Linked DNA regions of Danio rerio: region 1 is linked to region 2. Evidence: chromatin contacts called from public Micro-C data. All regions are on one chromosome and are shown on one strand. The core of a region is the stretch at or near the end of the contact, and the rest is flanking DNA. Distances in the headings are between cores, read along the strand shown. Region 1 overlaps brip1 (BRCA1 interacting helicase 1). Region 2 overlaps tbx2b (T-box transcription factor 2b).

Region 1 (4,239 bases), core at 263-2,762, 140 kb after region 2:
TATATAATATATATATATATATATATATATATATATATATATATATATATATATATATATATATATATATATATATATATATATATATATATATAAAGTGTTTCTGCAAGTTAATTTTGCCTGCTAATTGCTCAAAAAGGATATTTTAGTGAAGTAAAAAAAACAATAATAGGAGCAATTTATTAATAATCTGAAATAAAATAAAAATAATTAGTGTAAAGTAAGGCTGCACAATATATCGTTTCAGCATCGATATCGCAATGTGATCATTCTATGACTATGAGTTATTATATTATATATTATAAGTTATCATTTTCATGTGTTTTTGATGCCTGTGACTATAATGATTTTTAAAGCATTCACGGATAAGAAATTTGTAACTTGTTTGTAACTTGTAATTTATTGAATTATTTTTATTTTTGTTAGGAAAAGGGCAAAATCTTTTTTATTATTTTGTCTATTTTTCATTTCATTAAACAACTACATTTTTATTGCTTAAGGTGCTAAATTAACCAAACTTCTTCATTGAGTGTGATACGCCTTGCATACTAATGAAGAATGAAAAGAATGAAATGCAAAGGCCTGAATGTCTAAAATGAATTTGAGCTCTGCAGCTAGCTGGGTTGGGTTGAAACTGGGTTGAAACTGAACAAGAGAAGAAGAGGAAGTATTTTTGGCTGTGGCCGCCGGAGATTGACAAGTGACGAATTCCACTAAATTCAACCTGTTAATATCAGCTGGGTATAAATTCTTGAGTCAGGAATTGTAAAGTTGGTGCACACCACCTGAATGTAATTCTTGCATTGGATACCGAGAATTCAGTTCATCTCATCATTCATTTGTACCTAATAAATTACTAATATTGTGTACAAGCATTGAATTGGTTAAATATTGCAAAAAGAAAATTTATTATTTAATTACTCTACATGAATACTGTTCGACTAAGAAAATGATAAAACATTGTTTATTTTAAGTGCATCTGTTTTTTTATTGTATTGATCTGTTTTTAGATGGTTTATTATATTTTATTCAGATGCACTTCTCTGTAGAATCATCACAACCAATCTAAAATTGCTAATTCTTTCCAAATAGAGATAATCAAGTAATCTGGTGAAAAGGTATTCATATCGAAATAGATATCTCAGAATCACAAAATATCGCAATGTTAGATTTTTTCCAATATCGTGCAGCCTTAGTGTAAAGCTTAAGAAACTGGAATTAAGATGAAGCAGCAAAGAAGTGAAATCATGAAATTATTTTGTGAGGACGTGCAGAATCCCACCAAGTACTTATCAGTTACTGGCAAAAAACATTATAAGAGCTGGGCTTGTTCTGTCAGACAATGGCATTTCTGTTTGCCAGGTGAGGTGTGGAGAGAGCAGCTCCTGTGTTTGAGATGGTGAGGCTAGATTGTCTGCGCTCTACAATGGCCCTGTGCTGGAAGATGCAGGCCCGAGTGTGAGCGCCAACAATGGAGACTGCATTTCAACAGGCTGACTCTGAGAGGCTGACACCTGAGAGACTGAAATCTCACACTGTCCGCCTGCCTGGGCCACTGCACCCGCACCATACAGATGGACATAGAGAGAGAAAGAGATAGCGGGCGAGAGACAGAGACAGCGAGTGAAGCATTTCAGTGAGGTCTTTACTCCCTATAGCCCTCCTGATAGCTGCCCCGGAGCGCTCCCACCCCGCAAATCCCCAATCTCACAAAGCACCTGTTTATCCCCGGAGCGCCGTAACCAGCGGGTGAACCCCATTCAATATTTATCCCAGGCTTTCACAGATCACTGCCAAGCAAGGCAAACCTCTTAATTAAACTGGAGCTCGCTTCAAAGGGCCCATTGAAGATGTCAGTCAGCGCTGGCAGGGGCCGAGAACGGTGTCAGGTGAGAGAGTGAAACCTAAGGCCTGCTTTCTCTTCGCCCCCACCGCCCATCCAACACACCCATCGGGCCGCCCTCTTTGGTGACACTCCACCAATCTTGAGGAACGCATCACGCAAGTCACTCCCTTTTCCATTGTACCAGTTGTAAGCAATATGTCCTACGGTGTGACGGGCCGATCACACCAACACAGATTCTTTTCACCACTGGTCATGTGAATACCTGTGGTGTTTGTTACACTGCATCAGATTTTCTAAGTGGCCTCATGCAGTGGATAGAGATGCTGAGCAACATTTTATAGGCTTTTGTAACAGACTTTAGTAAGTCAAGTGAACAAGCTTCATAATAGGGCTGCATGATATATCGGTTCAACATCGATATCACAATGTGATCATTCACATCAGTCACATTGCAGGATTTGCATATTGATTCTGGATTATTCATAATTTGCATGCATTTGACTGTATGAGGATTTTAAAAGCATCCAGGCATAAGAAACTGTACCAATTGTAACCTTAATAACAATAACTTTGATTGAATTATTATTCAAGAACAAAGGCTATGCAATATTTTTTTTACATTTGACTATTTAATTACTGTCCCTGAATACTGTTGGACTCCTCGGAAAACAATAAATAATGGCTAATTTCTGTTGTGTCTTTTTATTTATTGTATTTTTCTATGTTTCCAGAGATGGTTTATTAGGTTTTATGCAGATGCAACTACAGAATTATTCCAATCAATTAGCTAATATAAAATATATATTTTAAATAGAACTATTTAAGTCATCTGGTGAAATTGTATTCAAATCTTCAAATATAATAGCAGAATAACAAACTATCGCAATGTTAGATTTTCTAATATCGTGGAGGCCTACTTCAAAATAACCACACAGGAAGAGGATGTCTGGCTGACGAAATTTTTTGAAGTGCAAACTGTTTATTTCAGGTTATAACTTATCAGATTTTGAATAATAGTTCAAAGTGCATAGGTCATTTACTATAAGGTCTGTCAACTGAAATATAGGGACTCTATTATTTCCAAACATCTATAAATGTATTATTAATCTATATTATTTCAGTAGTAGCCATTGTTTTAACATCACGCTATGCTCACATGTCCACATTTTACTCAAACCCACTCTAAATAAATTCAAAGAAACTGGGAGAAAAAAAAAATGTTCACATTTGTTTTTTTTTTTATCGGGGCAAAGCAGTGGCGCAGTAGGTAGTGCTGTTGCCTCACAGCAAGAAGGTCGCTGGTTCGAACCTCGGCTCAGTTGGCATTTCTGTGAGGAGTTTGTATGTTCTCCCTGCGTTCACATGGGTTTCCCCCACAGTCCAAAGACATGCTACAGGGGAATTGGATAGGCTAAATTGTCTGTAGTGTATGAGTGTGACAGACCCAGACGACAGGCCGGCCTGAATGTGTAAAAAAAATAATAATAATAATAATAAAAAAAAAAAAAGTCGTTATCATATGGAAAAGTCTAAATGGAAGACTTGTTCCAAAGAGCTCATACACATTTTTACTACAAATATTCGATGACTGTTCCAGGACTTTCAAGTCAATTTTCATGACCTAATGTTGCATGTAATGTCTACATGTACATAAATCATAAGAAACATTTAAATCTATTACGGCACATCATAAAACATGCAATAGTTTCAATTTATTCTTAGATTTATGTAAAATACATGATGCTTAAACGGCACTAATAATGTGAGAGCATGTTTTTGGCCAAGAAAAGAAAAAACAACTAACCTCCATTCCAGTACACATATATTTGTAAAACTTATTTTAGATAATCTTAATAGTTTGTTAAACTAGTAATAGTAGGTAAAACTACTTCTATTATAAAGCCGCGATCAAACTGCACTTTTCACTCCATAGACTTCGATTTATAGGCATGCAAATGCGGCAGACCAGAAACGCAAGCATGTGTTTTGCATTCCACTGCATTTGAAAGTTTGGTGAATTCTTACCTTCGATATTATGTCATGTGATTGCGTGAGTCCAATAGAAGACAGATTTAAATATGGAGCAATCGCTCACTTTTATTAATGTCTAATCATATTGTTTAACCCGCCCCTTTTTGCAGCACCGTACGACAGAGTTTAGCAAGCACAAGCTCTGATGTGACCGCAGCTTAAGTCGATTTGCACAAAAATGTCTGCTAAATGACTAAATGTAAATTTAATGTTTTCCAGACCTGTAAAAAGCAATGTCAAAATTCCATGACTTATAAAGGTTTCCCATGATCGTAAGAACACTGTTCTATTAAATGAAATAAAAAAATATTAAATAAAATAATAAAAACACTGTAATTATAAACAAAATGCAATTGGTCATT
Region 2 (3,891 bases), core at 1,355-3,854:
CCAGTGTCGATCCCTCAAAGCACAAACCTGCTCACCACCGGATTGCCAAGCGGCCTAAACCCCTCATCGGAATCTTCTAAATGTGGTAGCAGGGAAGCGAGTCCTGTGCCTGATCACAAATCGGGAGCCAGTCAAAGAAACGGCTCACCTAAAACGACAATGAAGGAATCCATCAATGAACTTCAAAATATTCAGAGACTAGTAAGCGGCCTAGAGAGCCAGCGGGAGACTTCGTCACCTAGGGATTCACCCAAGTGATCAAGCGTCCCCAAACCTATCCAGGGCATGACTTGAATTGCCAGAGGATTTTATTAAGTGGTTCTCGGCGAGAAATTTCATTATATTTTGCGCATGGATGATTAGAGTGGAAAACAAGAAGTCAACAAGAAAAAAAAAAAGAAAAGAAACCGTGGGACTCGGTGCTGTTGGTGGTGGAAGTGCTGCGAAGACAATCTACATTGTAGCCTAATTGACTGTAGAACATGCCTACAAGACCACACCAATCTATTGAAAAAAAGGATTATACAAATAAAATACATTTGTTGCGTAACGTCAGTATAGGATCACTACTGGTTGCAATATCTAAATGGTGATTCACGTAAAATCTGTAAACTGAAAACATCCAAGCTACATCCAAAAAAAAAAAAAAAGCAAAAAAAGACAAATAATTAGAGTGGATATTTCAAAAAGGGATTGAAATAACAGTTGGACCGTTAGTTAAATCCAACAGACAGTTATACCTGAACTATTTAATGTAATTATTAATAAAAGGAACCTAATTCTGTAAATAAGCTACAAGGACCTAAGAATATGCAAATTGGTATTAATTTATTCAAAGCTGTACATTTGCGTGTACATAATATTTAGAGTTTAACTCATTGCATTTTTTTTTCATTTTTCACTATGGTTGTTGTAAATGAAAGCTATAGCGTTTGATGTTTGGAGACAGAAGGTGTTCCTCTCTGTGATGCGTTGCTGTTTAATCTGCCTGTGACACGTAATGAAAGCGTGTGCCATCATTGCATTGTAGCAGTTGCTGTAAAAACACTTATCACGCTGCGGGACTCGCAAGGTTTGGGAAGCCTCAGGTTAATGTACTCCAATAGAAGAAAGCGACATTCTTCTTCTTGAGCTGAGTTTCTATAAAGAAATATATGAACGTGTCCCGTTGTGCTGGCTGTCCGGATTTTTCTGTTGTTGTTGTTGTTGTTGTAGGATTCTTTCACAATTTCAATAAAAAATATACGTGTTTAAATATTTCACATTTATTTTAATACGTTGGCTTAAATAAAAAGATGCACTCTTAGTAACGACAGACAAAAATGATAGCAAATTAATTAGGAAGCCTATTTTCTGAGGTATCACTGAAAAAAGGACAATTAGCAAATGGTTTTGTATAGCGCGGAAGACGAGTGTTGGCCAGTCTGTTTTAAATTGAGGCTATTAACCACACCCTCACCTATTTATGATTAGACTTCTAGTCACATGTAGTAGTAGTAGTAGTAATAATAATAATAATAATAATAATAATAATAATAATAAACATGTTTTGGATGAAATAATGTGTTCAAAATAACAAATAATTACAATTTTAAAAGGGTTCTACTAAAATGTAGAATGGCAATAGCGACTGCGCCCTCTGTCGTCGACTCATGTCACTGTTTATTTTACCTCTCATCAACGACAATGTGATTTTAAGATACCCACCGCTACAACGGTAGTTATAAGACATGTTCAGTTCTGGTTAAGGGTTTTGTGGATCTTATTACTGATATTTTATCTATTTATTTTGTATGAAAAAAGAGAAGAAAAAAGTACATAAAAATCTTAACATGTCAGTAGCAACAACACAATGTCCTACATAATCAGGAAATTAAAGTATAATGTGCACCTTTGCTCAATTAATAATTAATTTATTTTGCTGAAAAAAATACATTTATTGTAAATAACAAATGTAAAGTATGTAAATAATAATAATAATGGCAGTGTCCATCAGTATAGTTCTGTCTGGCGACAACCTTTAACAAAACGTGCAGAAAGAAGCATGACTTTGGTGTGCGAATCCGACACGTTCAAGGGTCTGCTTTCTGTCAGGTGCACATATGTTCCATGGCAGATTAGTTTAACTTATACAATAATAATACTAATTATTAAAATAATAATATGTATATAATTATTATCTAAATAATAAATGAACTGCATTATGGTACAAAAACCAAGAGTCTAAATTGGAACCCTTTATCGTTTCCAGTGTTTCCTGTGGAGTACAATGCAACCTATTGTAGCCTATTTATAGTCATAGAACTGCAATGTACGAGTATTAATAGACAAAGCTTGACTCGGAAGCAGAACTACCCTCGACTCTCCCCACCTCATTTCCTTCATTCTCTTTCAACGACCCAGATATGTTTTGTGTTTTATATTGGCACCGACCATTAATGGTTGGAGCGCGCTCAGAACGTATAATGAGTTGATAAGCTGCACAGCAAGGAAGAAATATTGGGGGGAAATACTCTCATGTTATAGTGAAAGGGTTAAGAGCTGCGGATAGGAGGTTAGGGAGGATGAGAGTTTGGACGCCCAGCCACTTTGGCAGCAGACAGCCCTTTGTCCAGCAACCGGCGCCTGTCGCCTGCCTGCCGGCCATGCAGCTTCCCCACACCCGCGTACAAAGGGACAGATCCCGAGAGTTACAGCTCCTAATTAGAGATCCCCCCTTGTTTCTGTTCCTTTCTTTCTCGTGCAATAACTACAAGCCCTCGTTTTCATTAAGGGGCCATTGTTAAACGCTGTTATATTCAATTAAGAGACCGAACAACGCAACCTAACTCTTTGTCCAAACTAATCAGTCAATGACCAATCAATAGGCTGCGATGACAAGCAATTACGGTTCTGGTACACGACAAAAAATAACGAAGTGTTTGCATATTTAGCTTTAAGTCAGGCAAATCAGAAAGCGAGAAGGTGCACATTTGAAGCCCACTGGGACCGTAAATGACATTTAAGTGTAAAAGACAAAGCCAATTACAAGTTGTTTCTTTTATATTAATGAAAAATACAAACAAAAGGATCATTGACAATGTGTGGTTTCTCACAGTCGTCTGGGTGAGTTTTTATCTGATCTGCAGAAGCTGAAACTGAACACTGAGAAGCTTGAAAATCTATGAAGGCACTGAGAGGTTGAGATGACTTGTTGCTGATATCATTCATTTCTAAGAAGCTCAGAAATACCACGTAATAGAGAGCGAGTCTCTACAGTTTAAAAAAAGAGCAGGACCACATCAAAATACATGACTTACATTTGATTAATCTACTGGTCTTTTACTCTTGTCCACGGGAGTATTTTTGTTTATTTATAAACTAATATTTGGAATGTTAAACACAAAATTTTACTTGACATATGTAAAATTTTGATTTAAAATCGATAAAGACCTAACAGCAACTAATACTTATTTTACAGACATTAAAATTGTTCTTCAGAATATGAGAAATTCTGGTGAATTACAAAATCCTCATGTAATATGTTAAAAATATACTGATTAACAACACAACAACTTAGAGATACATTCAAGTAAAATGCAATTAAATGAGGGGAACTGTTTTCTTAAATGCCACGCCACAGCTAATTTGAAATGTTTCAGTTCGTATAATTAACACACGTATAATTTGGTTTAATATTTCTGTAAATTACCTTTCACATTTATTGCTAAATTGCTTTGTGCATCTTCATTTTTCACTGAAAAGGCTATAATAGGCTATTATGGCCTGTTAACTGTGACATCATGTAGTGTGATAGCACTATGCAGTTTTATAGGCAAGAGGATGACAATAATATAAATATTCACACGGTGAGTGACAACTAGCGCCGATCCTGACAACATGTTAAGTTAA

The links. A called contact is a pair of places that touch in the nucleus more often than the background predicts.
Region 1: a contact with region 2 is called in a Micro-C map of caudal fin, with 8 times the contacts expected there. The contact joins two enhancer-like sites. A contact is called at or near these places in 3 of 18 Hi-C or Micro-C datasets (caudal fin, hematopoietic stem cells and an unstated tissue).

The regions. Positions count from the first base shown.
Region 1 is chr15:30,001,524-30,005,762 of GRCz12tu, forward strand. All of the region lies in intron 6 of brip1 (BRCA1 interacting helicase 1), which reads right to left. Among named protein-coding and RNA genes, the nearest start is that of brip1, 12 kb to the right of the region's middle. Within about 2 kb of position 1,513, at least 4 of the 62 cell types and tissues checked have an H3K27ac peak or open chromatin away from gene starts, as enhancers often do.
Region 2 is chr15:29,857,292-29,861,182 of GRCz12tu, forward strand. It overlaps tbx2b (T-box transcription factor 2b), which reads left to right. Exons shown (of 7, transcript NM_131051.1): 7 at 1-398. The coding sequence ends at 258. Among named protein-coding and RNA genes, the nearest start is that of tbx2b, 8.5 kb to the left of the region's middle. Within about 2 kb of position 2,605, at least 7 of the 62 cell types and tissues checked have an H3K27ac peak or open chromatin away from gene starts, as enhancers often do.